Regions from separate parts of the Mus musculus genome. Here all the other regions are linked to region 5. A link is a contact called in public Hi-C, HiChIP or PLAC-seq and promoter capture Hi-C data. All regions are on one chromosome and are shown on one strand. The core of a region is the stretch at or near the end of the contact, and the rest is flanking DNA. Distances in the headings are between cores, read along the strand shown. Region 1 holds the start of Tmem259 (transmembrane protein 259). Region 2 holds the start of Gna11 (guanine nucleotide binding protein, alpha 11). Region 3 holds the start of Wdr18 (WD repeat domain 18). Region 4 holds the start of Arhgap45 (Rho GTPase activating protein 45). Region 5 holds the start of Oaz1 (ornithine decarboxylase antizyme 1). Region 6 holds the start of Ptbp1 (polypyrimidine tract binding protein 1). Region 7 holds the start of Med16 (mediator complex subunit 16).

The links. Promoter capture Hi-C pulls out the DNA fragments that hold promoters and counts their contacts. A called contact is a pair of places that touch in the nucleus more often than the background predicts. HiChIP or PLAC-seq counts read pairs in DNA pulled down with a chosen protein or histone mark. Capture Hi-C pulls out chosen DNA fragments and counts their contacts.
Region 1: a promoter capture Hi-C map of pre-B cells shows a contact between it and region 5, with 5 times the contacts expected there. The contact joins the promoter of Tmem259 here to the promoter of Oaz1 in region 5. A contact is called at or near these places in 6 of 39 promoter capture datasets (the C10 cell line, embryonic stem cells, liver and 1 more), 1 of 115 datasets of contacts at active chromatin or transcription factors (memory CD8 T cells) and 2 of 9 other capture datasets (adipose tissue and liver).
Region 2: a contact with region 5 is called in a FOXA1 HiChIP or PLAC-seq map of pancreatic cancer cells. The contact joins the promoter of Gna11 here to the promoter of Oaz1 in region 5.
Region 3: a Hi-C map of B cells shows a contact between it and region 5, with 6 read pairs. The contact joins the promoter of Wdr18 here to the promoter of Oaz1 in region 5. A contact is called at or near these places in 1 of 39 promoter capture datasets (pre-B cells), 1 of 484 Hi-C or Micro-C datasets (B cells), 1 of 115 datasets of contacts at active chromatin or transcription factors (memory CD8 T cells) and 1 of 9 other capture datasets (liver).
Region 4: a contact with region 5 is called in an HNF4G HiChIP or PLAC-seq map of pancreatic cancer cells. The contact joins the promoter of Arhgap45 here to the promoter of Oaz1 in region 5. A contact is called at or near these places in 1 of 115 datasets of contacts at active chromatin or transcription factors (pancreatic cancer cells) and 1 of 9 other capture datasets (adipose tissue).
Region 6: a contact with region 5 is called in a promoter capture Hi-C map of liver, with 2.5 times the contacts expected there. The contact joins the promoter of Ptbp1 here to the promoter of Oaz1 in region 5. A contact is called at or near these places in 1 of 484 Hi-C or Micro-C datasets (CD8 T cells), 1 of 115 datasets of contacts at active chromatin or transcription factors (double positive thymocytes) and 2 of 9 other capture datasets (adipose tissue and liver).
Region 7: a promoter capture Hi-C map of pre-B cells shows a contact between it and region 5, with 2.9 times the contacts expected there. The contact joins the promoter of Med16 here to the promoter of Oaz1 in region 5. A contact is called at or near these places in 6 of 39 promoter capture datasets (the HPC-7 cell line, the SN4741 cell line, hippocampal neurons and 2 more) and 2 of 9 other capture datasets (adipose tissue and liver).

Annotation. Positions count from the first base shown.
Region 1 is chr10:79,982,647-79,986,583 of GRCm38.p6, forward strand. It overlaps Tmem259 (transmembrane protein 259), which reads right to left and starts at 1,614. Exons shown (of 11, transcript NM_001003949.4): 1 at 1,264-1,614. The coding sequence starts at 1,485. Gm26243 (a small nuclear RNA gene) reads left to right here and starts at 2,860; the gene lies at 2,860-2,966.
Region 2 is chr10:81,543,055-81,546,614 of GRCm38.p6, forward strand. Gna11 (guanine nucleotide binding protein, alpha 11) reads right to left here and starts at 2,108. Exons shown (of 7, transcript NM_010301.4): 1 at 1,738-2,108. The coding sequence starts at 1,873.
Region 3 is chr10:79,957,664-79,961,711 of GRCm38.p6, forward strand. Wdr18 (WD repeat domain 18) reads left to right here and starts at 2,489. Exons shown (of 10, transcript NM_175450.4): 1 at 2,489-2,709; 2 at 3,339-3,449. The coding sequence starts at 2,500.
Region 4 is chr10:80,015,321-80,018,849 of GRCm38.p6, forward strand. Arhgap45 (Rho GTPase activating protein 45) reads left to right here and starts at 1,352. Exons shown (of 23, transcript NM_001142701.1): 1 at 1,352-1,598; 2 at 2,460-2,784. The coding sequence starts at 1,506. It overlaps Abca7 (ATP-binding cassette, sub-family A (ABC1), member 7), which reads left to right. Exons shown (of 47, transcript NM_001347081.2): 47 at 1-252. The coding sequence ends at 138.
Region 5 is chr10:80,824,421-80,828,457 of GRCm38.p6, forward strand. It overlaps Oaz1 (ornithine decarboxylase antizyme 1), which reads left to right and starts at 2,236. Exons shown (of 5, transcript NM_008753.4): 1 at 2,236-2,485; 2 at 3,817-3,962. The coding sequence starts at 2,340.
Region 6 is chr10:79,852,834-79,856,725 of GRCm38.p6, forward strand. Ptbp1 (polypyrimidine tract binding protein 1) reads left to right here and starts at 1,599. Exons shown (of 14, transcript NM_001077363.2): 1 at 1,599-1,888; 2 at 3,671-3,701. The coding sequence starts at 1,881. E130317F20Rik (RIKEN cDNA E130317F20 gene) reads right to left here and starts at 2,138. Exons shown (of 1, transcript NR_029447.1): 1 at 1-2,138.
Region 7 is chr10:79,907,636-79,911,460 of GRCm38.p6, forward strand. Med16 (mediator complex subunit 16) reads right to left here and starts at 1,303. Exons shown (of 15, transcript NM_198107.2): 1 at 1,183-1,303; 2 at 1-21. The coding sequence starts at 1,260. It overlaps R3hdm4 (R3H domain containing 4), which reads right to left. Exons shown (of 8, transcript NM_177994.5): 8 at 2,417-3,504. The coding sequence ends at 3,404. Gm24019 (a small nuclear RNA gene) reads left to right here and starts at 1,560; the gene lies at 1,560-1,666.

The sequences.
Region 1 (3,937 bases), core at 364-2,863, 840 kb before region 5:
CCAAGCCCAACAGTTCTTCTCTGGGCCTCTGTAGGAGCTGACACCTAGGCTGGGGTGGGAACAGGGCGCAGGGTGGTACAAGCCTAGCAGGCCTTGGCTGTGAGGCGTCCCTTCTAGGAAGGTTGGGTGGAAGCTGGGCAGGCAGGACGGGCAGGAAACACAGCAAATGGGCTCCCAGAAACGTCAGCAGCTCCAGAAACCAGCTGCTGTGTGGCTTGTTTATCCCAGTTAAGAAAGAGGATAAGGTCTACTGTCATCCAGCCGACCCTGTCTCTGACTAGACATTGGGCACCCACCCGGAGCCCTGAGGGTGTGGAGGGCAGGAAGGAAGATGGAGCATGGGCTCATCTGCAGCCAATGAACTGGGGCCTGAGGGGATGCCCACAGCTGTCTTGAGCTCAAGCTAGATCTACCTATGAAACCCCCGAACGCTCAGTTCTGAGAAGCACCAGGAGTGAGTCCCAAACTCACCAATGCCCTCCAATATCAGCATGCCAGCCACCAAGCCATGACCCCAACACCAGAAGGCCCAGGCAGCTCCTCAGAGAGAGCCTGGTGCCATCCCTCGAGTAGCCTTTGTGACCGAGAACCGGGATCTCCCGGGAGCACATGAAGAAGACACAGCCAGGGCAGGTGCTGGCTGTAGAGGTCCCTGGCCAATCTGGCTGTGACTCTGTGGCTGACCCTAGTGAGATGACCTCACCCAAAGCCACAGAAAACCTGGCAAGAGTCTGAAAACAGTGAAGTAACAGAAAATTTGAGCAGTGACACTGGGGGGTAGGGGGCTGTCCCCAGGGGGTTGGTTCAGGGTGTGCTGGAATGGGACTGACTAGTAGAGACTGGACTGAGAGAATCAGGGTAGAATAGAAATGACAGGCGGGACAGGGCCTCCAGCACAGGAGGTGGTCTACAGTGGAAAGTCAGGAATGGAATGGAAATGACCATATTGTTCTCAGTGGAGGTGCAGGACAGGATGGGAGTGACAGGTGGGAAGGTGGACCTCGAGTCCAAAATCCTACTCCAAGAGGACACTGGGCTCTGGTCTTGAGTGGAAAAATTTGGGGCCTAGGCTCCCAAGTGGCAGACTGAGGCCAAAGGGCAGGAGGCGGGGCCTGAGAGCTGAGGAAGTGAGGACCAGAGATAGCATCTGTAAGAGTGGTATCAGGGTATCCAGGCGTCAGGAGCCAAGTGGTAAAGTTGCCGGGGGTGGGCGAGCGGATGACAGCTGGGGTCAGGGGTCAGAGGTCAGGGGTCAGAGGTCACCTTGAGCAGAACGAAGAATTCAAAGAGGCGGCGGAAAGCAGGTGGGAAGAGGCGTGAGTAGGTGACGGCCATCTTGAAGAAGAGAGCGTGGAAGAGCCGGTCGCGCACGTTGATGAGCGGGTTGGGGTTGAGATTGGGGCCGCGAGGGCCGCGCACGGGCGCCGCGCCACCACCCCCGCCGCCGTTGGGCCCGGGCCCTGGGGCTGCCGCGTGCTCCGACATCACCGCCCCGCGTCACCCCGGCGGCCGCCGGCTGACCCCCGCCGCGTCCCGGCCGCCGGATCCCCCCCGCCGCCCCCGGCCGCCGCCGCCGCCTGCCCCTTTGCTCGCGTCCGTCCGGCCCGCGACGCCGGCGAGAGCGCCGGGCCAGAGCGCCGCCCGTGCGCGGGGCACGCTGGGATCGCCGCGGCCGCCCGAGGAGGCCGGGCTTCAGGGCCGAAAGGCGGGCACCACGAGTAGTGGGCGGAGCCTGACTTTACACATTTCATGCGGGTCGCCTCAGCGCTAAAGGGCAGAGTACCATGGAGTTCAGTTTATTTTCCTAGTGCTCCTTCAAGCTTTGTCCGGTCTCGTTTGCAGTGAGCTTGCAATTTGCAGGGGCTACACGGAGTGCATTAAAGAGCAGCCCCGTTTGTTTGCATATATTCACTCCCACATACTGTGGCACGGCCTGGGGTGGAGTCGTGTGTCACGATTCATTTGCATTGAGCTTTATCTTTATATATGTGAGTACACTGTCGCTGTCTTCAGTCTCACCAGAAGAGGGCATCAGATACACCAGAAAGGAGTTGTGAGCCACCATAACGGAGGCTGGAACTTCAACTCAAGATCTCTGGAAGAGGCGTCAGTGCTCTTAGCCATGTCTTTAGCCCAGAGCTCTATCTTAAGCATTGAGCGGCAGTGTCGGGTGTAATTCGTTTGGTTTGTGGAGGGATCCAGGTTAGCGGTGGGCGATCTGTGGGGCGTGGTCTCAGAAACAAGCTAAAACATTTGCATCCACCTGCGGGCGGGGCGACGTTGCCCGTCGTATTTGTATATGGTTTCCTATTGGCGGAGAATTAGAGGGGGCGGAGACGCACTTAGTAAGGCCTATTTACATAGGGCTTCACTCTGGCCACAGCCTCACTTAGGGGCGGGGTCTGCTGAGGACTCATTACCCACCCTGCCCTGGGAGGCAGGGCTTCCTAACTGCTCATTAGCATAATGTTTTCATTGGCGGCCGCAGCGCTGAAGGGCGAAATTCCATGGATAGTTTACTAGCAGACAGTTTCACCATCGCACCAGTATCACGGATTCCGCGCTGATCCGGCTACCACTGAGGGGCGGAGCCTCGTAGTGCCTGTCTAATTTGCATATGACTTCCCAGAAGGCTTCGCTGGCACAAGCTTCTCCCAGACAGCTATATTAATTAGTTAAATGTGAGCTTTCACGCGGATAGATAATTATTCTGAGCGGTGTTATGAGTGGTAGCCTTTCTTTTTGACATGTGAAAACGTTACTTTATCCAAACAAAAACAAAAAAAAATCATAATTACTGTATGTGAAAAGTAATTTGCTTCTCTGCCTTTAAATACCTGAGGCAAAAAACCGTCGCTTGTGCTCGCTTCGGCAGCACATATACTAAAATTGGAACGATACAGAGAAGATTAGCATGGCCCCTGCGCAAGGATGACACGCAAATTCGTGAAGCGTTCCATATTTTGTTTCATCTCAAAATAACGCAATTGACCCTTTGAAGTCTCCTTTTCTACTATAGCTGCCACATTCCCGTACAATTTGCCTGAACAAGGGCATTTATTGACCGGTTACTGCGCACTCGAAGGAAGCTGTCTGTTTTTAGGACGCAGCAGAGCTGTCTCTGTATGCACCGTGCCCTAACGTTGTGCGCCTTCTATATACCTCCAGCTTGAAGGAAGGACTAGGAGCATCTGTATGATGGAACAAGATGAGAATTTCTGCATCCGGACTGGGCGGCCAGGAAAAGGGCGGGGCGCTTTACCGGCTGAGCGAAGGGAACCCCTCCCTCCTAGCTTTCAGATACCCCAGAGTCACCGTCTGCTGTTACCCAGAGCACCTTGCAACACAGTAGGCACCTAATAAATGTACCAGTCTTGAAACTATTATGGAATACACTTGTCACTTGTTTGAAAATAGGAAACGTCCCTGGGTGACCCGAGCTTTAGAAAAACCTAGCCTGACCTTCGTGGAGAAGCAATGGGGTTCCCTCCAGCACAGGCCAACACGTCAGTCAGTCATATCGCTCACGACCAGAGCAAGCAAGGCTTGACTGAGAGATGGGATTTTACTTTATTTACTTTTTGAGTTTGTGGTCTTTCCTTGGCTGTTCTGGAACTTGCTCTGTAGAGCAGCCTGGCCTTATATTCACAGTGATCCTCTTGCCTCTCTCTGCCTCCGGAGTGGTGATCTCAAGGGCATGGTCACCACACCCACAGCAGAAGCACTACCACCCAGATCCCAGGCACTGCAGAGATGGTCTGTCCCCCGGAAGGTGTGACCCTGGCAGGGAGAGTCATCCTGGGGCCCAGCCAGCTTCCAGCAGCTAGGGCCAGAATTCTTAAGATTTTTGACATCTATATCAGCCGCCCCAAGAGGAGTTTGCAAATATTAACTCATCTGATTTTCAGACAAGGAGCCTGGAGTTCAGAGAGAGCTG
Region 2 (3,560 bases), core at 858-3,357, 720 kb after region 5:
GACCCTTCTGTGGGAAGGGTGTGACTGCAGACACAGGTGCCCTGAGGGCACAGGTGGCAGTTAAGAACCAAATTGCCTTGGGTAGAGGCAAGGTGCTGTGTGCAGGTCAATGCAGAGTCCTTCAGCTGCTGGTCAGCTTAGCCAGGCCATAGCACAGAGGGCCAGGGAGCACTCCTGAATCCGAGGGGACTTCAAGGCCAGCTTTGGGGACAGGACAGAGCTGGGATGACACACTATTGGGCTCAGCCAACCAATGTCATCTTTACCTGGCAGCTGCTGACCCCCTGCAGAGGTGGGCTAGGGCCATACTGTGGCCCCCATATGACTACCCTGGGGCCACTGCTGTTTGCTCTGGGCTGCTCTGTCCTCTTCTTATCCCATCCTTCCTGGAAAGCTGCATAGAGCTTTGAGGGAATCCCACCATGCTGGAGAAAAGTAACCAAGGCTCCATGACCCTGAGAACCACACAGGCCACAGCAACAGAAGACAGCGTGTACTCCTACCTGACATCTCTCATGGGACAATTGGAGTATCACTGCCCTCCACCCCTCCTAGTCAAAGGCTCCCCACAGTCCTTTCCTCAGGTTCTCCAAGGCCACCCTTTGTCCTGGGTCCCCATTCTTGAACTGCATGTAGCTCATCTGGGATCTGGGAGGGGCAGGCAGAGCTCCCCAGTCTGTTTTGTAAACCCCCACAGGGCCCAGGCTACCCTGTCCTCATTTTGGGCTCTTATTTGGGGTGACAACAAGAGGACCTGGGCTCCCTGGCTCCCAGCAACAGGTGGGCCTTGAGGAGTCAGAACCCCAGGAAGTGACAGACACACATTGAGCTTCCCTGGGGTGGGTGGGGTGTGGAGAGGACAAGACTGGACCCCCAGGAGGCAGGACAGGGCCAGGGAGGCTGCAAGGCTGACTGCTGTCAACCTACTGGGTTCCGGCACAACAGAAGCCCAAAGAAGAAAAGCCACCCACTCCAATGTGGAGGAATTCAGAGGATCTATGGAAAAGAGAGGGAGACTGAGGAGTACCCACGAAAGCAACAAGCCAGAAGCAAAGCAGGACCATTTGGGTGTATAGTCCTTGGAGGTAGAGAGGAGGGTGCAACCCTTTGGGAACTGTCTTGGGGAGTCTGTAATCCAAAGGGGCATCATGAGAGCAAGACAGCTTACAGGGCTCACCGGAGGCTATGTGGGGACAATGGAAAGGAGAGAGCCTACTTGGTGCGGCAGGGCCAAGGGCCACCTCCGTGCAAGAATTCTCAGGAGCGACAGAAAGCAAGTCTCCCAGGGTCCTGGGGCCCAATGTGGCCAGCAGATGCAAAATCTCACCACAGATATCAGAGGCAGGAGGCTGACCCCGAATGAATCTAAGGCCTGGATAACAGAAAGGCTGGCCACAAAGGGTCGCACAGGCTGAGCCCAGGGGACCACACGGGAGAAGCTGGCCACCACAGGCCCAAGCCACCTGCACTGCTCAGGGTGCAGCGATCCCGGAAGGGCTGACCGCTGCAGGGCAGCGCTGACTAGTTGCCCCGAGGACATCCGAGGTGGCCCGACAGGCCGTGGGCAGCGGTCTGAAGGGGTCGCACCCGACTGTCACCGCGCGCTACTCGCCGGGGACCAGAGACCGCGGCGGCTGCAGCACCCTGCGCGCGCGGAGACCCCGGCAAGGCCCGGATGCCCCGTGCACCCACCCGGTCCCCGTGACAGAGGTCCCACGGCACGGGCACGCAGCTCACCAAGTAGCAGCAGCTTGAGCTCGCGCCGGGCGTCGCGCTTGTCCCGCCGCAGCTGTTTCTCGATCTCCGCGTTGATGCGCTTCGACTCCTTCACCTCGTCGCTCAGGCAACACGCCATCATGGACTCCAGAGTCATCGTCGCGGTCCTCCGGCTGCCGCCGGCCCGGCCCTACCTCTTCCCGGTTCCCCGAAGGCCACGGCCCGGCCCCAGAGGCGCGTCCACCGTCCGCGCCGTGCAGCGCAGCCGCCGCCGCCGCCGCTACCCGCAGCCGTCGCCACCGAGCGCCGGCGCCCGAGGACCTGAAGCGCTGCCACGGGCCCCGGGACGGGCAGGCGGCGCGGCCAATGGGAGGGGCCGCACGGCTGCGCGCGCGCGCGCGCCGCAGGGACAGGACTTTAGGATCGCCTGGGGGCGGGGCCTCGCCGCTCGGGGGCGGGGTCTGGAGGGCGCAGCGCAAGCGCGCGTGGGGTTGCGTCGACGTGGGAAGGGGTTGAACGGTTCGCGGCTGGGCGCGGACGCCGAGGATTGTGGGAATGGGGAGGACTCGGAAGCCCGAGCTCGGTTCCTTTCGGGAGGCGAAGCGAGGCTCGGCTCGGGGAGGCGCCGCTCGGCTACACTCGGCTCCTCTCGGCTCGGGCAGGCGCCGCTCGGCTGCGCTCGGCTTCTCTCGGCTCCCCGAGGCTGTGCTGAGAGCGCCAAGAGAGAGGCTGCAGTTCTCTGGAGCGAGGCCGTCACCGCCTGCGGATGTGAGAAAACGCCCTGACCGGCTCGCTCATCCATTCCTAAGCAGGCCTATCGTGTGCCAGGCAGAAATTCATGCCCTACTGTGTACAGTACATTCATGCAGCACTCGTTAAATACCACACAGGTCACAAGTATGAACACAATGCTTGCTGTAGAGTATACACTGATGCGGCAGCCTGTGGTAGCTCAGGCATTAATATCACATCTACTGTATACCAAGCCTTAAGGAAACACGCATATGTAACTGCCACATTCAATATAGGGTATACAAACCAAGTGTTTTTCACATATACAACGTATGCCAAATATGAATGCTGTGCCTGCCGTATACCACATATTGTATATAGCTCCTACTGTGTACTATGTGCTGATGCAGCACAGTACCTCCTATTAATATGCTGCCTGATTTCATATATATATGTGTGTGTATATATATATATATACATATATACATATGTCATATATGTGTGTATATGTACATATGTGTGTATATATACATACACATATATGTATATATGTATATGTGTGTATATATATACACACGCACACACACACACACATACATACATATATACTGTCAACCAGGCTTACTGGCAGGTGAAGAATAAGCATTATTAACAGTCTGCCTGCTGTATACCAAGCACCAATTTACGCTGTTGTTGTGCATGTGAACGCCCATGAATGTGGTTTGCATGTGCTGGAGTGGAACCCACCCCACCCCCGCCCCCCGCATGTACCAGGCAGGTAAGTTCCCTGTTGGTGGGTCAATCTGAGTCCCCCAAGTGTAAACTAACTCACAAACCTGAGAAGTGTTTTCTACCTTCCAGAAAGAGGCATGCGTACCCAGTCAGCACTCAATCAGGGCATGTGTCAATAATAAGAGACTACAAAGAACTTGAAAGTCAGGCCTGTGCTGCATGCGTTCCTGTCCCAGTCCCTGCCTGATTGCCCAGCCTTGAGATAAGACGGCAAGGGGAGGGTCAAAGTCTTCATTTACTAGCTGATTGGGGTTGTGGGGAGATTATTCCTCTGAAACTCTCCTATCAGGGCCTCTGTCCCCACCCCAGGAGTTCATGGC
Region 3 (4,048 bases), core at 1,239-3,738, 870 kb before region 5:
TTACTCTGTAGACCAAGCTGGCCTCGAACTCAGAAATCCGCCTGCCTCTGCCTCCCAAGTGCTGGGATTAAAGGCGTGCGCTACCACTGCTGCCTGGCTGAGCCATCTGTTTCTTGTTTCATTGTTTTTTAAATTAAATATGTATGTATCTGTGGGGGGGGGGTACATTCACTGGCATGCAGGTCCCTCTGAGTGCCAAAGGTGTTGGATCCCTGGAGCTGGAGTTACAGGTGACTGTGAACCACCCTGGAGAAGGTGCTGGGAACTGAACCCAGGTATCCTGCAAGAATAGCAAGTGCTCTTACCCACTGAGGCAGCTTGAGATAACCTCTCATTTCTCTTCTTAGTCACACTTTAGCATTAAAAGTAGCTTCATCCTAGCTCATAGGCAGCTGAGGTAGGAGTGTCTGGTGTTTAAGAACAACCTGAGCTTAAACCTTGGGGAATAAATTTCCTCTCTCCCATAATGAAGTAGCACATGACTGTCCCCTCTAACGTTCTCAAATGCAGCTCTACATGCTCCATCCTCTGCCAGACCTGTGTCTGTGCCACTGGACAGCACCTTGTTCCTGAGTTTCTTGCTCAAAGTGGTGCCTTCTCTTGAGAACCACCTACCGTGTCCTCCCTGTTCCCCCGCAGCTCGAGCCTGCCATCTTGGGGCCACATTGGGTGACACGCCTCACTCGGACTCGTTTCCTCTCTTTCTGGCCTGAGGTCGCAGGGTCGCTGAGTCCAATGCTTGCACCCAGCATGCAACCTTGCTCCCTTCACAGGCCCAATAGCTGCTCTTAGACCCAGCTCACCATCCCACCGTGCGTCCAGCTCTGCTGCCACGGCAGGCGCAGCGCTCTGGCAGCCACATTCCCAGCTGCGATTCCACAATTGCTTGCAATCTCCTTTACTAACAGCACATGGAGGGAGGGAGGGAGGGAGGGAGGGAGGGAGGGAGGGAGGGGACACTTGGTTTTAGACCTGGCCTATGACCAGCAGCTGTGACCCGAGGCTAAAGGTTGCTTGGCTAGAGATTGACCTTTTGGGTCTACACGGAGTGAACCGAATACAAATTTGAAATTTATGGCTCAAAAGAGGAAAGGGCAAAGAAGCGGCAAATCCATAAAGGGCGTGGGTCGATTGGTAAGAGTTTAATCACCAATTCACCTCAGCCAGACATATTATCCTTGATGAGTATGTAGCCTGATTTTACATGCAGTAAGTCACTAACTTCATTTGGTCTAAATAAAGTATAAAGATCAGTGGTTTATATTTTTGCTATAAAACAAGGTTTAAAAAGTAAACCGGGGGCTGGTGAGATGGCTCAGTGGGTAAGAGCACCCGACGGCTCTTCCAAAGGTCTGGAGTTCAAATCCCAGCAACCATATAGTGGCTCACAACCATCTGTAACAAAATCTGACTCCCTCTTCTGGAGTGTCTGAAAACAGCTACAGTGTACTTACATATAATAAATAAATAAATCTTTAAAAAAAAAAAAGTAAACCGGTTTCAGAGGGAAAGCCAGGAAAGGGGACAATATTTGAAATGTAAATAAAGTAAATATCTGAAGAAGAAGAAGAAGAAGAAGGAGGAGGAGGAGGAGGAGGAGGAGGAGGAGGAGGAGGAGGAGGAGGAGAAGAAGAAGAAGAAGAAAAGAAGAAGAAGAAGAAGAAGAAGAAGAAGAAGAAGAAGAAGAAGAAGAAGAAGAAAGAAGAAGAAAAGAAGAAGAAGAAGAAGAAGAAAAGAAGAAGAAGAAAAGAAAGTAAATAAACCGGTCACCGGTGGTGGAGGCTCAAGGCCACCCAGCACATAAAGAGACACTGTCTCGAAAAGAAAGAAGGAAAGAAAGAAAAAAAGAAGGAAAGAAAGAAAAAGAAAACAAAAGAAAGAAAAAAAAAAGACAAACCCAGCAAACAGGTAGCAAAAATACCTTCCACTACACAGAGGTAATACAGTGCTGACCGGCCAGGGACTCCCCAGTCTTCTACGCATGTGCAGGAATCCAGTTTTGTTTTGTTTTGTTTTGTTTTGTTTTGTTTTGTTTTGTTTTGTTTTGTTTTGTTTTGTTTTGTTTTGTTTTGTTTTGTTTTGTTTTGTTTTGTTTTGTTTTGTTTTGTTTTGTTTTGTTTTGCCCCGCCCCGCCCCGCCCCGCCCCGCCCCGCCCCCGAAGAAGCTCCTGGTGTTCTTTAACCTGCTTGGCTGGGTCTAGCATTACGCCTTTCGCGCACTGGCTTGTACGCATGTGCAGGTCGTCTGGCTACGCCCTCTCACCTGCTGCTAGCTCCGCCCCAGAGCCGCGAACTTTTTACGCATGCGCACGTTAGGGCTCCTGGAACCCGTAAAGCACCAGGCAATCAACAGCCTCCTCGGCTTGGTGAAGCTACCGCGCATGCGTAGACTTTCCAGTTTGGCCTCTAGGAGGCGCTATGGCCGTTCTAGTCGGCCAGGAGCCATCTTAACAGTCTCTCTAAGGATGATGGGATTCAGGGGCGGGACTGGCAGAGCAAGATGGCGGCGCCCATGGAAGTGGTGGTGTGTACTGACGCCGCGGCACAGCTCTGGAGCTGCGTGGTGTGGGAGCTTCATTCGGGCGCCAACCTGCTCACCTACCGAGGCGGCCAAGCGGGGCCGCGAGGCCTGGCGCTACTCAATGGCGAGTACCTGCTGGCGGCGCAGCAGGGCAAGAACTACATCTGCGCCTGGGAGCTGCAGCGTAAGGTGTGGGGCCTCAGCGTCCGCGGGGCAGCCGAGAGTCCTGGGGCGCCGCCAGGGTTGGGGTCCCGGCGACCCTGGGGTGGCTGCGTGACAGGGCGTACTCGGAGGCCGAGGGGTTTTCTCCTAGGGAGATGGCGCCAACGCACGCGTGCTCAGATGAAGATCGATGGCGAATCCGCTTTTGCACGCTTGTAGTGTTAGGGACGCCAATTTTGATGCAGAAGGGAAAATGGGGTCCGTTAGAGGTCATGCTTTTGGACAGCATGGCAGATCAGAGATCTTGAGGAGCCGCAGGAAGACAGAGACCGACGGCCCGTCCTTTTGTTACCCTCGTAAAGAGTCGCAGATCTTCATAGTCAGGACTGACTGAGGCCTGGGGTTACTGGTTCTGATGTTTCTGGAACACAGAGCTTCCTTCTTGTCCGCTGGGATCCCTACTGCTGAGCCCTGACCCTGCCCTTCACTGGGAGGTTCTAGGCAGTGGTTCTAACCCTGAGCCGCACCGACAACCCCTCACTTGAGCAGTCTGTCTCCCCAACCCCCTTACTCTTGCTCTCTGTACTAAAAACTTTAACCTTCCATTGCCTCCGTTCTGATACTCACATAGTTTGTCTTGTATCCTGTGTCCCTAGGATCAGCTCCAACAGAAAATCATGTGTCCTGGGCCTGTCACCTGTCTGACCACAGCACCTAATGGCTTGTATGTCCTGGCAGGAATTGCAGAGAGCATCTACCTGTGGGAGGTGAGAACAGCTTGTCACACGTATGTGTCACTTGGGAATGCTAGAGAGTAAAACTGGTTGGTGTCCAGTTTTACCTGAGGTAGGCAGGTGGTCTTGGAGATCTTACCCATGACTTCTGAAAACAAAAATGTGGCCATGTCTATAGGGTCCTCATTTGTGACTGAGATACAGGACAGTGTTCAACCTGCTGGTGGCTCTAGTGCTGTCGTGAGCAACCAGGAAAGAAACTTAGAAAAGGGCAGTGACCAGAATTAGTACAGAGGAGGAGGAGGCAGGAACCAGAAGCAGTGCAGAGGAGGAGGAAAGCATTTATTTACACTTGTGGTTTATATGAGGGAAGTCAGCGCAGGAAGCAGAAAGTCAGTTAACATCCATAGTCAGCAGCAAAGAGAAATGCTCCCGTGATTGACTACACTTGTTGCTCTTGCAGAGGACCTGGGTTCAATTCCCAGCACCCACAGAATGGCTCACAGCCATCCATAACTTCAGTTCTAGAGAACTTGACACCTCTTTTGATCTCAGTAGGCACCAGACTGCCCACTGCATGCACATACAGGCACGCAGGCAAAATACTCATAAAGGAAATAAACCTGAAAAAA
Region 4 (3,529 bases), core at 102-2,601, 810 kb before region 5:
TCCAAAGACCAAGGGGAAGAGGAAGAGAGCAGTCGGCAGGAGGCTGAAGAAGAGGAGGTTTCCAAACCTGGCCGGCAGCATCCCAAACGTGTCAGCCGATTCCTGGAAGACCCCAGCTCTGTGGAGACCATGATCTGAGCATGCCTGCCTTGGGACTGAGTGGCAAAGCTCAGACAGAGGATCTCTGTACCATACGCTGGCTCCCAGAAAGCCTTGGGCTCTGGGGGAAATAAAAAGAAACTAGAATGAGAATGAGGCCACGGCTGAGTTTGTGTTTTAGGAGTCTTAGCTCTGTACAGTCCCATACACTATCACATGTACAGTATGCGCGTGTGTCCTGCTGTGAATTGCCTGCAACACGGACACTTCCCAGGTGTCCAGTCACACGTATCCTGACCTGCATGTACCTATGTGGGTCTGACACCCAAGGGCGGGACTTGTGAGTGTTTCTGACCGTGAAGTAGAGATGAGGTCAGGCTTGTGGAATGTTCCAGACGGTATAGAGGACCCTGGTACTTTCCTGGCCTGACCGGACCAGAAGCCCACCCCAGAGCCAGCCAGTCTTCATCCTGAGACAACCTCCCAAGCCCACCCCCAGCCATCCAACTATGAGTGGGAGGCACGGGACCCTTAAGGGGCTCCTCGGCTGGGTTTGTGGCTGGACCAGAGCTTGGAGAGCGGGCCTAGGTACTGCAGGCTGCGGCCTTTCTGGGCTGTGTCCCCGAGAGCCACCCAGTGTGCCTGAGGTCAGTGGAGTTTGGGATGGTTAAGGGACATGGTGTCTAAATTATTAAATAGTACCTCTGGGGATCCTGAGACCTGAAGCTCAGAGCTGGGATATAGAGGGCAGAGTGGGAGTGGGAGCTAAGTGGAGGCCAGCAGGGCAGTGGAGCTCCTGGGTTGCTGGATGGAAGCCACCCAGGCATGGCACCTTCAGGTCCTATGGTCCCCAGAAGACTGTAAGGCTGGTGATTATAGGGAATGGGGGGTCACCTGTGCATGGTGAGGGACTCAGGGGGTGTCTGTTTGATCTGTGTGTGAACCTGTTGCTCAGCCTCCTCTCTGGTCTTTCATATCAGTATACACATGACACTGCCTTTCTTGACTGTATGTTATGTCCCAAGCAAGAGTCAGCTAATGCCTGGATCGGGTGGCCACACAGGACACAGGCTGCAAGTGGAAGGTGGCCTGCTGTGGGGAACCTGTGTCAGAGTCAGTGTGCAGAGTCCTATAAGAGCTGACACTTGGGACAGTCACACTGGGGGCGGATCTGAGGTGTCACCTCCCTCCCTCTGCTGGGGAGCCTTTTCCTGTGTAGGAGACTTATGCGCCAATGAGAGCCAAGCCAGTCACGTGTGGCTCTGACAGCTGGGGAGGGGGTGGCCCTGAGCAATGTGGTCCAGAGACAGCCTGCACCAGGAGTTGCAGGACTGAGACCACCCCCAGACTCCCACCCTGCCGTTGCCCGCCTGTCCTCACCTAGGGCCACTGGGGCTGACTCCACCATGTTCTCTCGGAAGAAGCGAGAACTTATGAAAACTCCCTCTATTTCCAAAAAGAACCGCGCGGGGAGCCCCAACCCGCAGTCCTCCTCAGGGGTGAGTGGGGCACAGAGCGGGTGGGGACCCAGGATGACACCCACAGCCTGTGGTCACTGATGGGCATAGCATGCAACTACAACACCATGCTGGGTCCACGCTGGGGGAACCGGGCCAGCTATAGTCCACACCAGGCAGAATGGCCGGCGACAAGGAGTGGCCTGAACCTAGGAGGCCGCATTACGGTAGGTAGGGATGGCCTTGGGTGGCAACCAAGTCACCCATCTTGATGAGGGATGTCCCCGTCGTGTGCCAATGACGGTTGTGGGTAGTGGGTAGAACTGGTATTGGAGTCTAGTGACTACACTGTAATATGGGGTCTGGGCAATTTTAGGGTTCTGAAAGCCAATGGGGAACTGGTGTTGAACTGGGGTGCAGGTGTACAGAGCAGATTGGGGGGGTCTCCAAGTTTCTCCAGGACCTGCTGCTGCCTGCTGAGCTTTTGAGAATTTGTGAGGTTTAGGGGTACCTCTACTAGGTCTGGGGGTGTCCTGAGACACAGGAGCCTGATGATCTTTTCAGGTCACAGAAGTTATCCATGTTTTTAGAAAGTGGACACCCGTAGAGGTATCTGGGGTGGCTACAGGGTTAGAGACTCACAAGAGTCCTCCCCACCCCCACCAGGAAGTGGGGTGCCCCCTCCCTCCTGTGCCCCACAGGCCCCGCCTCTGGCTGTGGTTTGGGTAGGGACGGTTGTTTGTGAAAGCTATAGACAGGAGGATGTTGGGTAACAGGTGGGGGGGGGGGAGCTTAAAATTCTCTGCCCACTGACCTCTGACCCCTGTGAGGACTTTCTGGGGAAACTGAGGCAGTGTCTGGGATGGGGGATCCCCTTGACTCCTCTTCCCTATGCATACCTAGGAGCTGCCCAGGAAGGATTGGACAGAAGCTCCCGGCCTGGAGCCACCAGCCACATCCCTGTCCACGGTAGCCAAGGGCACAGGGACACTCAAAAGACCCACCAGCCTGAGCCGCCATGCCAGTGCAGCAGGCTTCCCGCTCTCGGGCACTGCCACCTGGACCCTGGGCCGTGGGTACCGAAGCCCCCTTTCTGCGGCCAGTCCGGCAGAGTTACCCACTGAGGGAGCTTTCCCTGATGGCGTAGAAGACATCTCAACCCTGCTGGCGGATGTGGCCCGCTTTGCTGAGGGCTTGGAGAAGCTCAAGGAGTGTGTGCTGCAGGACGGTGAGGATCTTCAGAGCAGCACGGAGGGAGGGCAGGAGGTGGGCAGCCTCTCAGCCCAGCACTCAGGCAGGAGGATCTCTGTGAGTCTACACTTGAGTCTTATGCAGGTCAGCCAGAATTACAGTGAGACCCTGACTCAGAAAGAATGAAAGAAAGAAAGAAAGAAAGAAAGAAAGAAAGAAAGAAAGAAAGGAAGGAAGGAAGGAAGGAAGGAAGGAAGGAAGGAAGAAAGAAAGAAAGAAAGAAAGAAAGAAAGAAAGAAAGAAAGAAAGAAAGAGAAAGAGAGAGAGAGAGAGAAGTGGCGCACGCCTTTAATCCCAGCACTTGGGAGGCAGAGGCAGGTGGATTTCTGAGTTCAAGGCCAGCCTGGTCTACAAAGTGAGTTCCAGGACAGACAGGGCTATACAGAAAAACCCTGTCTCGAAAAGCCAAAAAAAAAAAAAAAAAAAAAAAAAGGTAGAAGAAGAAAAAGGGCGGGGGGGGGATATGAGGAGGTTTCAAATAGGATGAAAAGAAGTGCATGTGTCAACTAAAGTTCTGAAGGATGTGTAGGAGTTTGCTGGCGTGCCTGGTCCTACAGGGGGAATGTCTTAGGCATTTGCTCAGATACATAGAAACTGAGGTTGTATGTAAGGAGCACTGTGTGAGGACAGAGGGCTGCAGAGGCAGAAGGACCCTGGCTGCAGCACTGGGGGACTGCAGAACACGGAAGGTGTTAAAGCAGAGGCCACGGGAGGTACTGGAA
Region 5 (4,037 bases), core at 986-3,485:
TCTGACCAATGTAGCCTACTCGAGCCAATCGGAGCCTGCCTGGTGCCTGCAGAGGCTAGAAAAGGGCGTTGGTTCCTTGGAGCTAGAGTTACAGGAGGCTGTGAGCTGGCAAGGGCAGAGGTGTAGTCTCCACTCAGGATCTGTGCCCACTCAACAGCAAGAATTCTCCGTTTGCTTCTCACACTGAAATTGTATTCCAAAAATGAAACTATTTCTGATTTTAACCTGGAAGTGAAAGATGGTGCTTAAGTCAAACTGACGTTGGAATAGGCAGTGTTTGATCAATTTTAGTCTCAAAAGACACAGGATTAACCGCCAGAGAAACCTTGTCTCAGAAACAAAACAGCACAGAACAACACAGGTCCCACAGATGTCTGAAGGGGCTCCTGACCCTCAGATTTGGAGTTCCTGGTGGTAATGAATCATCATGTGGATGGGAATAGAATCTAGATCGTTTGGAAAAACAGCCAGTTTTGTTTTGTGTGTTTGTTTTTTGAGACAGGGTTTCTCTGTTAAGCCCTGACTGTCTTAGAACTTACCCTCTAAGACCATACTGGCCTGGAACTCAGAAGAGATCCACGTGCCCTGTCTCCAGAGTGCTGAGATTAAAGACTTGTGCCACCACCACAGGGACATCTGTTTATCAAGACAAGGGATTTTTTGGCAGTCCATGATTACTTGGAACTTCCAGCAATCCTCCTGCCTCAGCTAGGTTGAGTGGCTTTTATCACAACCATAGATAGATTTTTACTGAATTCTGATCTTTGTATCACACTGTAGTTTGCTCACAAAAAAAGAGAATTAGAGGGGGCTGGAGAGATGGCTCAGAGATTAAGAGTACTGACTGCTCTTCCAAAGGTCCTGAGTTCAATTTCCAGCAACCACGTGGTGGCTCACAACCATCTATAATGGGATCTCACACCCTCTTCTGGTCTGTGTCTGAAGACCAGAAACAACAACAGTGTACTCATATAAATAAAATAAGTAAATCTTGAGAGAGAGAGAGAGAGAGAGAGAGAGAGAGAGAGAGAGAGAGAGAGAGAGAGAGAGAGAGAGAGAGAGAGAGAGAGAAAGAGCAGGGTGTGGTGCCACAGGCCTTTAATCCCAACACTCAGCTGGCAGAGTCAGGCAGATCTCTGAGTTTGAGGGTAGCTTAGTTTATAGAGTAAGTTCCAGGACATCCAGGGCTACACAGAAAAGCCCTGTCTCAAAAACAAAACATACAAAACAAAACAAAACAACAACAACAAAAAACCCATAAAGAGAAAAAGAATACGAAATTCTTTAAGAATAAATTGTAAGCAGGGCAGTGATGGCGCACGCCTTTGATCCCAGCACTTGGGAGGCAGAGGCAGGCAAACAGAGAAACCCTGTCTCAAAAAACAAAAATCAAAATACAACAACAAAAAAGCGGCGGCGGCGGGGGAGGGGGGGTTGGGATGAAGGAAACCTTCAAGCTGAGTCTATGAGAAAAGTTGTTTAAATTCCAATTTGACATAAAATACTTCTCTAGATTGGGATACTTAACTTTTGACAGATTTTCTTTTAAATAGCAAGTTGCTTTTAAAACAAAGAGTCCCAATCTATTACCCATTATTACAAGGTCATTAGAATAATTTTGCCGCGTGGGGGATGGGCACCAAGCAAACCGCCTAGGTCAGCCTCAGGTACCCTTGACAGTTATGTCCTGACAGTCTTCCCGGAGCGGGGCGTCCCATGAGTGGGACCATAATGGTTAAGATGGAAAGGATGACAGATGACAAAACTGAAGGGCCACAGGTACTAGAGGAGGCGCAGAGTCCTAGCCTTGAGGCCTGGGCTAGATGGGGGTTTACGTCCTGGAGGCGACTACAGAAGCCCCGCCTCCGCCTCACGTCATAAAGCCTCGAGGGCGGGCTTGTCAGAACTCCAACCAATCCTCAAAGGGGCCAATACGTCCGTTTTTCTACATTGACCGATCAGAGCCTTGTAGGGGCGGGACGCGTCTGGCTTTTCTGTCTTCCCTCCCACAGAGTGACGCAAACACGCGGGGCCGGGATTCTCCTATCGCCAACTAATCATCAACGGAAACCTTCTGTCTGTCTTTTTACTCTCGCCAATCAGAAGCCGGAGTAGGTGGGACGCATTTGGTTTTTCCTTGGGCTGCCACTGTGGCCCCACCCCGTTCCTCCGTCGCCTCACACTGCTGCGTTTACGCCTGCGTGTGGGGGCGTGGCCTGCCGTGACGACGCATATAAAAGTGGGCGTCGGCGCCGGCGCCATTTTGCGAACGGCGAGCAGCGGCGGCGGCGCGGGAAGTGCAGCGGAGGTTTTTGCTGGTTTCGGACCCCAGCGGCCGGATGGTGAAATCCTCCCTGCAGCGGATCCTCAACAGCCACTGCTTCGCCAGAGAGAAGGAAGGGGACAAACGCAGCGCCACGCTTCACGCCAGCCGCACCATGCCGCTTCTTAGTCAGCACAGCCGCGGCGGCTGCAGCAGCGAGAGGTGAGAGCCCTGCCCCCGCCGCCGCGAACCTTCCAGAAACAGCGTCCGCGTAGGCCCCAGAGGGCAGCGCAGGACGCGCAGGCCCGGAGCGGGGTCGGCCTCCGGCGCCAGATAAGTCTCGGCAGCGCGAGATCCGCCCCTTTGTGGCGGCCACAATCGCGCAGGGGGCGGGGCGGGGCGGGGCGGGGCCTGTGGAGCGGGTCGCGGACTCGGATTTGGGATTCGAGTGGAATTAGGGAGTCTCAGGTTGAGGAATAGGGTTTGGTTTGATTGGAGGACCGGGAACATTTCGCGAAAATGTAGGATTCGATTTTGGGTTCGAATCGGATTCGGGGGTTGTGAGTTGAGCCTAAGATTTGGGGAGGGATCTGAGAAGAGATTGGAGACTCGAATTTGGGGTCTGCCTCTCGGATATGTGAGCTAGTTCTAATGTCAGGTGGCGAAGTGTTTGTGGTTACCTGTAGGGCGTTTGGGTAATAAATCGTATGCTATGTAGAGGTGGGGCTCGTCCCGGTGTTTGGAGTTCTTTGCAGAATACTGGGATTTTGGGTGCTGTTGGGGAGGAATCCTATTATATTCTTGGGTACATGTTGAGGACTCATTTCTTGGTGGGAGAGTATGGGATCAGATTTGGGGTGTTGAGAAAGAAGCTTGTGTCGGTTTAGGAAGTCACAGGTGGGGAAGCTGGGATGAGGTTTAGGTTGGATTTAGTGATTGCGTGTTGAGGGCTCTAATACTTTGGAGGGATTTGGGTCAGAATTAGGACCTTGGAAGTGGTCAGGCTTGGGGGCTCACAGAGCTATGTTGGAGGACATGGAGGTGGTGTGGTGTGGTGAGTATGATGTGAGGTGACCTTAATCCCTGGTCCACTTGGCAGTTAAAAGTCTGCAGTGGGTGGGATGGAGGGTATCACTTGAAGGGTTCAGAATGGGGACTGGTTTGGGAAGGGCGTCGATATAGGTGGTAGGAACTTTGGATATAGGCTGTGCAGACACCTATAGAGTGGCAGTAGGGAAGAGAGGAGACTTGGGGTTGTCTGACTCTAGAGCATGAGTAGTTAGTGAGGTAGAACTTTGGGGTCACTGGTAGCTGCTGACCAGAGGGTAGGAAGGAGCGAGTGACCTGGTGTGAAGGGAGGATTGGCAGCATGGAGTGGGATGGGCCACAGTGCTGAGATGACACTGCCTGTGAGGCCTGTCTTGCTACAAAAGGGGCAGAGTCACACAGGTGAGGGGCAGTGACTCGGGTTGACTGTTGTCAATGGCTCTTGAGTGGGAAGCCCGGGCACTTAATTATTGCCGCTGCTGCCACCTGAGCATTGTTTCCTGCAGTTCTAGGGTTGCCCTTAATTGCTGTAGTAACCTGGGTCCGGGGCCTCGGTGGTGCTCCTGATGTCCCTCACCCACCCCTGAAGATCCCAGGTGGGCGAGGGAACAGTCAGCGGGATCACAGTCTTTCAGCTAGCATCCTGTACTCCGTGAGTACCTGTGGAGAGCCCGGGGGTGCCTGGCACTGGCAAAGTAAGCTGGCCAACCTGACAACCCTGCTCCCC
Region 6 (3,892 bases), core at 349-2,848, 970 kb before region 5:
ATTCCAGCACTCAGGAAGCAGGGGCAGTGGATCTATGTGAGGCCAGCCTCAGGCTGGGTCTCTGCAGCGCAGGGGTTGGGATTCGGAATTAAATGTTCCCCACTGGGTAATGGAGGTCTGATTCGGATCAGGAAGCAGATAAGGAATTGAAGGTGAACAAGACCATTCAGTGGTTCCGGGAAGCAAGGCGTGGTGGGGCTGGCCATTAACTCAGGAGGCAGATCTCTGGGCCTTAGAGGCCAGCAGGAGTTCGGTATAGCCAGGGCTACACACAAACCGTTTTCATAAGAAAGGTTCTGGGAGGTCTCTGAAATGGCTTTCAACAAACTCTGCTAGTGTAGACCTGTGCTTCTTGGACATGAGCAGCCTCCAACTTCACTGGCAGCCACCCGTGCAGGTTAGCTTCTGAGGGTGGGGCTCCTGCTTGGCACCAGCCACCCAGAGAACAAAAACTGGCAGCCAACCTTATCCCTGATGGTCCAGCCAGGACCTGATGGGAGTCCCAGAGGGCTCAAATCCTATGCCTTGTTGTGTGTGTGTATGTGTTTTCTAAATCCGCGAGACGGTCCTGATTAGTGATTCTGGGCCTTCAAGCTAGCTGCTGTGCCGGCTGGCTGGGGCCTGAAAGACCTCACTCCCAGCGCGGCCTCCATGGAAATCGGCAGCCGCCCCTAATCCAGGCTGGAATCCTCTGGCACCAAGCCCGCGTTGGGGCTCCAAGGCTGTTGGGCCCCTGGCCAGATCTGCAAGGAAACCAGTATAGCCGCCAGCCCCTTTGCCCCGCCTCCCACGAGCCCTGTATTACAGAAAAGGGAGGCCAGTGCTCTGGGCTCACCTCCCGTGCAGGGCGGAGGAGAAACTTTTCCCCCTTGCCTGGCTTTTTTTTTTTTTTTAGCAGATAACCAGGCAGACAAGAATCCGGATAGTTTGTGCCTTTGGGAGTCCTACCAAAGGATCTGTTTTATAGCCTGCACTAGGCCTTGGAGAACCCGTCTTGCTTTGTGATACCCCAGGACTGGAAGGCAGAATCCTGGCTGCTGGGGTGAAGGTACAAGAGGGCGGAGTTTCGTCCCTCCAGTGGATTCTGCGGCTGCTGAGTTTGTAGCCTCGTTTCCCCAGCTTTAGGCAGAACCAGCCACACTGCGGCTCCTTTCCTCGGTTTCCCCATCCCTGCGACACAGATGGAGCTTGGCTGCTGTGGGTAGACAAAAGACGGAAAGAGATGATTCACAATCTAGTCGCGACTGCGTCTATGAAGCACGTGGCCTCCACCTCGTTGCGATCTAGTCCAGGAGAAACTCGGTTGAAAGGCCAAATTCTGGCCACGTGACCACAAGCAAGCTAGGGCAATACGGGGTTTTCTGCCCGCTTCTAAGATGGCGAAGCAGCTTGCTTTACTCTCACGTTGGAGGCTAACGGCTTCCAGTGCCTGCTTGCAATATGGAGGCAACCTCCAGAATGCACGCTTCTCTGCGTCTGACCCGCCACGTACCCACTCTCAAGATGGCGTCCCACGGGTCGAACAAAGGCTCGCTCATTGGCTCAGATGGTATCACGTGCGTCTACTCATTCACTCCCTCCCCCTCCCCCACCGGCCGTTTCCGTCTTCCGTCTTGACTGACGGCCGTCCCGCCCAACAGCTGTCTGCTGTCTGGATGCGTTTCGCCCTTGGAGTAACCTTTTGACCAATAGAAGGCCCTGGCGGGGGCAGGCGGGGTTGACCACGCCCACAGACCGCAGCGGGAACCAATGAGGATCGCGCGCGGGGGACGTGTGCGGGCGTCTCCGCCATCTTGTGAGTCTATAACTCGGAGCCGTTGGGTCGGTTTCTGCTATTCCTGCGCCTCCGCTCCGTTCCCCGCGGGTCTCTTCCGTGTGCCATGGACGGGTAAGTCCTGCCGCGCCCCTCGCACGCCGCTCCGCTCACCACTCCGTCCCAGCCATCGCTGCCGCGCGCGTGGACTTTTGGCCCCCGCCGATCCCTCTAACCGCTGCAATGGGCGCGTGCGTGTGGCCTCGTTCCGCGTGGCGCGCTCGGAATCCCGGGCGTCTGAGGCCCTTAAGGAAGCCGGTTGGCTTAGGGCGACCGCACCCAGCTTTCGGCTCCCCTTAAGCCCCTCGCCCAGCGCACTTCCGGTGCCCGCGCGGTTCATCCGGAGGAACCCAGCGCCCCCCTCCCGCCCTCCGCGTGCACGCGCGCTCCCTCCGGTGAGACGCGCTCACTCGGAGCGGCTCGGCCGCTGCGATCCTTCCCGCCTGCCGTGCTCCAATCCGGCCGGCTCGCCCTGTGCCCCGAGCAATGTCGCTTCGCACGCCGCATGCGACCCCGGGTGCGCGCGCGTAGTAGGGCGCGCGCCCTGGTGCGGGCACGCGCGCGGACCTGTGCCGAACGCGCCCGCCCTTCCCGCCTGGGGGGAGGTGTCCGGAGGAGGCCTCCAGGGCCCCCCATTGGAGGGGCGGGTGGGCCAGAGTGAGGTTCAGTTCGGTCTCCGGTGTGGGCGCCGGCCTGGCATCCGTATCTCCCACATGCTTCCCGGATGCCCCCTCCACTGGCAACTTTTTGTAGTTTTCGGTTTGTTTTGGAGACCGGATCTCATTGTAGGCTGGTCTGAAAGATCTGCTTGCGCTTGCCTCTGCTTGCGTAGTGATGGGACTAAAGGCCTGCGTCACCAGGCCCCGACTTTTTTGTTGAAACTTTTTGTTTGGCTTTTGGATAAGGACTGGCCTTGAATTCCTGATTTTCCCCACCTTAACCTCCCTAGTGCTTTGAGTCACCAGGCTTAGTAAGCGGCTTTCCTTTTAACACGATTCTGAAAAGTAGTTTGGCCTAGCTTCAAGCTGAGTACCTATGGCAGTCCTCCTGCCTCAGCCTTCTAAGTGCTGAGATGACAGACAGGAGTCTCCAGTTGCCTCCTTTGAGCAACTTACCGAGGATCTTTGAGCGGGGTGTGGTGGTGCACACCTTTAATCCTGCCAGAGATAGGCAGATCGAAGTGAGTTCTAGAAGGGAGTGCAGAGAAATGTCGCAAAAGATTCTTTGAAAACAGTAAACCAAGCAGAGGGTTACACATACCCCAGCCACCACTTCTGGTGGAATCCCTTCACGAGGCAGACCCCTGAGAGCCATTTGGTAACCTGCCAGCTGTGGTAGGCTTGCTGCTGCCTGTAAGCAGGCTAGGTGTGAGGCGGCAGGGTGCAGTCACGAGGGGCTGGGGTTGATCAGTAACCTAGGGTGTATCCCGGCAGCTCTGTTGGTTTGTAAATGGTAACAAGGCCACTTTGCCTGCCATCAGCAGTGTGGCCCTGGAGGAGCTCCCAGCCCCCATCAGGAAGCACTGTCTTGGGCTGCTCCTTACCTATATTTCAGGCTCCCTGGCGTTGTAGGATGCTCAGGAGTTGAGTTTTGACCCAGGTCACTGGTATGCTTTATAAAAACTGGGCTTTTTTTCTTTCCTTTTCTTTTTTTTTTTTTCCTGTACTAAAACTGGATTTAATGTGTTGAAAGGCAGGGTCTGGGTCCTGTGTGGAAGAAGGGAGGGTCTTCAAGGACAATGATGGCCCTCTTTCAAGTTGAGACTCAATGGATGGCTCACTTCCCTGCCTTTCTAAGCCGGACTGGCAGAGGGCCCTACAGGCCACACAGTGCTGATGTCTACTTTTCTCTCCACAGCATCGTCCCAGACATAGCAGTCGGTACAAAGGTAGGTGTCTCTAGCTTGGCATTGTACCCCATTGTAGTCAGAGTAAAGGCTTGCTTATTGCAGAGGAGCCTGCCTTAGTCCAGGGTCTACAAAGACTCGGAGGCGGAAGATAGCATGGATGCATGTAGACCTGCCGTCCAAGAGTTTTGAGGGCTTAGGACCCTTTTGTGGGTCTGGTGATTCTGTCTTTG
Region 7 (3,825 bases), core at 53-2,552, 920 kb before region 5:
ACCCAGCACGGTCCCTGGCTCCTGGGGAAAAGGGAGGCAGTGCTCTATAGCAGCTCCCAGCTAAAGGGTGTCTAGAATGTTCTCCAGCGAGAGCCCTGCTATAAAATCCATGATGCCCCGCCTGGGGTCACTCCTCCCTAGGCAACCCAGATCAGCCTGAGCTCAGCCTACAAACGCTAAGCACCCTCCACACACACAACCGGGCCCACCCCTACCACTTCAGTCTGGGCCTCAGTCTACACTCTAGTTCAGTCTCCAAGCCTTGCCTGGGACCTAGTAGCTTAGACCCCGCAGCAGCCCATGCCACACAATACTCTCAACAAGTTAACATCCAAGGCTCAAATTCTGAGCCTTTTTTTGTTTTTTTTTTTTTGAGACAGGGTTTCTCTGTGTAGCCCTGGCTCTCCTGGAACTCACTCTGTAGACCAGGCTGGCCTCGAACTCTGAAATCCGCCTGCCTCTGCCTCCCAAGTGCTGGGATTAAAGGCGTGCGCCTGGCAAAAAGCCTGAGTCTTTTTTTTTTTCTTTTTGGTTTTTCGAGACAGGGTTTCTCTGTATAGCTCTGGCTGTCCTGGAACTCACGTTGTAGACCAGGCTGGCCTCGAACTCAGAAATCCGCAGCCTCTGCCTCCCAAATGCTGGGATTAAAGGCGTGAACCACCACACCCGGCTAAATCCTGAGTCTTAACACACACACCTCCACCACCTCCCGCCCAAGCTCGTTAAGCTCCACCCACATTGTCTAATCACCCTAGGCTCCGCCTCCAAACCAAACTGGTAAATTCAGCCTCAGTTTCTGCTCAGCTTGTGACTACTAGGTCACCTCTCTGCATCGATCTCAGATCTTTAGCACCCCCAACCCCGGCCCACCTTAGACTCCGCTCCCTAGGCCACATCCCTCTCTATCAGTCTTATTTCTTCAGACTCTGCCCCTCCATCCAACTTCTGAACTCAGGCCACGCCCCTCCCAGGGAGGCTCAGCCCCTCGGACCACGCCCCCTCCTCAACCCCGTCGCCTTAGGCTCCCCCTATTCACATCCCTCCCACAACGGCCTCTACCCAGCAAGCTTTGTTCCCAGGCCCGCCCTCTGACCCCGCAAGCCCCGCCCCTCGGCCTTCCGCTCGCGGTTTTAGCCTGAAACGCACCAGCCACGAGTCCCGTACCCCGCACGCCGTACTAACCTGTCCGCCCCGGGCGCCCAGTCGGCCCGGCGGCCGCGGTCCACACTCGCCCCAACGCCCGGGATCCGACGCCGCCATCTCTAGGCCCGCGCCGGCCCCCTCGCACAGACTTGTGGGAGAAGCTCGGCTACTCCCCTGCCCCGGTTAATTTGCATATAATATTTCCTAGTAACTATAGAGGCTTAATGTGCGATAAAAGACAGATAATCTGTTCTTTTTAATACTAGCTACATTTTACATGATAGGCTTGGATTTCTATAAGAGATACAAATACTAAATTATTATTTTAAAAAACAGCACAAAAGGAAACTCACCCTAACTGTAAAGTAATTGTGTGTTTTGAGACTATAAATATCCCTTGGAGAAAAGCCTTGTTTGTGCTCGCTTCGGCAGCACATATACTAAAATTGGAACGATACAGAGAAGATTAGCATGGCCCCTGCGCAAGGATGACACGCAAATTCGTGAAGCGTTCCATATTTTGTTCCTCAGAGGAACTGACAAGCACCCTAACATCCTATTGGAGGCTCACTCACGTTTTTTCTATTTTGTTTCTTGACAGCAGAGCTCGTTGCTCACTGTATAGCTCAGGTTGGCCTGACACTGATGAGGTTCTCCAGTGACTGCCTCTACCTACCTACTGGGATGACAGAGGTGTACCACCAAGCCACGGGCTCCTGTGTGAGTGTGTGTGTGTGTGTATAAGTGTGCCTTCCACAGTGCACGTAAGAGGACAAGGAGTTGGTTCTTGCTCTCAGATCATCAAGCTTGGCGGCAAGCACCTTAACGTGCTTAACCATTTTGCTGGCCCTCAAGTGACTGTTGTTTGAGGCAGGGTCTCACTGTATGGCCCTGGCTATGTAGACTAGCTGGCCTTGAACTCACAGAGATCCATCAGCCTCTGGCTCCTGAGTGCTAGGATTCAGAGGTGTCCAACAATGAGACCTGTCTACCACATGGCCCAGGCTGGCCTCAAAATCACTTGTCACTGGTCACCATGTGGTTTAAATGGTGCTGGGGATGGAACCCAGGGCTTTGAGCATGCTAACCAATTGCTTTCCCCATCGAACCCCAACCTGGCACCTCATCTTTAAGCATTTTACATGTTGTAAAATGAACTAATGTTATAGAGACTTTGAGGTTCCCCCGTGTCCAGCTTGCTAGCTCGTGCCCTCAGTGATCTCCCAGTCTCACCCACCCCCACCAAACCTAAAGACAAACACGGGGACAGGACTCGAGCACCAAGGCTTTATTAAAATCGTCCCTTTCCCCCAAGCTCAAAGAATCACACAGAAGGGGAAGGGAAGGAGGGCCAGGCCTGCTGAACATATAAGACCTCTGCAGTGACCACAGCTATGCTGAGCAGCAGAGGGGACAGGGGAGGGGACAGGGAACACAAGGTCAGAGGCTTCTGGCTGGAAGTCCTGGACCCCTGGCATAAGGAGAGGGGAGAAGGAGGAGGAGAGGACAGTCTGAAAGGCAGGCAGGGCCTAGGGAGCTGGGGACAAGATACACACATCACCAAAAAAAAAAAAAAAAAAAAGCATAAAATGAGCCCTTGAGACAATGCTTGTCCAGGTTCATGGCACATGGCGTGCATACATGTGCGCCACACACACACACACAGACAGACAGACAGACAGACAGACAGACACACACACACACACACACACACACACAAGAAAGTGTCCTGGGGAGGTCTGCAGAGTCCTAGAGAGAGGACCAGCCACCCTCATCAGAGCTGAAACATGGAGGGTCAGGCAGGGGTCACAACAGAGCCCACTACCGGCTGGCGCTAGGTGTTTTGGTTGTGCCTCCCCACTTCAAAAGAGAAATTAAAAGAAATCTACCCCAAAACATGCCAAGTTCATTAAAACTGATTAGGAGAGGAAAAAAGGTAACAGTCTGCTACTCCTTGCCTGAGCTTCTGTCTCAAAGAAAGCTAAACAGACAAAACACAGGGAAACGCCCCGGGCAGGTCTCCCCACCCAAATACAAGTACCAGGGTGGACAGCTATAGGGCCCCATTAGGTCTCCCTACCCAAATACAAGTACCAGGGTGGGGAGCTACAAGGCCTCCCTGTGTGATCTGGGACATGAAGGGGCAAGGGCAAGGGGATTCCTGAAGGGAAGGGGTGGCATTCAAATTCTGAAAGCGTGGAAGATCTTATTAGCAGACAGAGGTCTGGGCCGGGCGAGGCAGCTGGCAGGGGTTCTGCCATCATTGCTGGTCCAGGTAGGCAGACAACAGAAGCTCTGGAGGCAGGAAATCCAGGTGGCGGTTGCTGACTTTCATCTGCCTCCGGCCCTCCAGGTCAGCACCTGCGGACAAACCATCGCGGACTGGAGGAGCTGGGCCAGAGGTCCAGTGTGTGGAGGGCTCCCTAGCATGCAAGAGCCCTGGAGGTTGGAGGGATCAGGAATTCAAGACCGACCTTGACTATACATATAATGCAATGGAGGCCAGCCTGGACTACACCAGTGACCCTGCCTAAACAATTAAAGAAACCAGATGAGGGTGGTCTGGCTAGCCATGAGCTGTGAGTCTGTCTAGAGGCTTCCCACTCGATTCAGACCAGAGCTGAATTCAGAGAGAAACCTCCCCCACACATCCTCTCCCAATTCTCAGGTGTGTGAGAATAC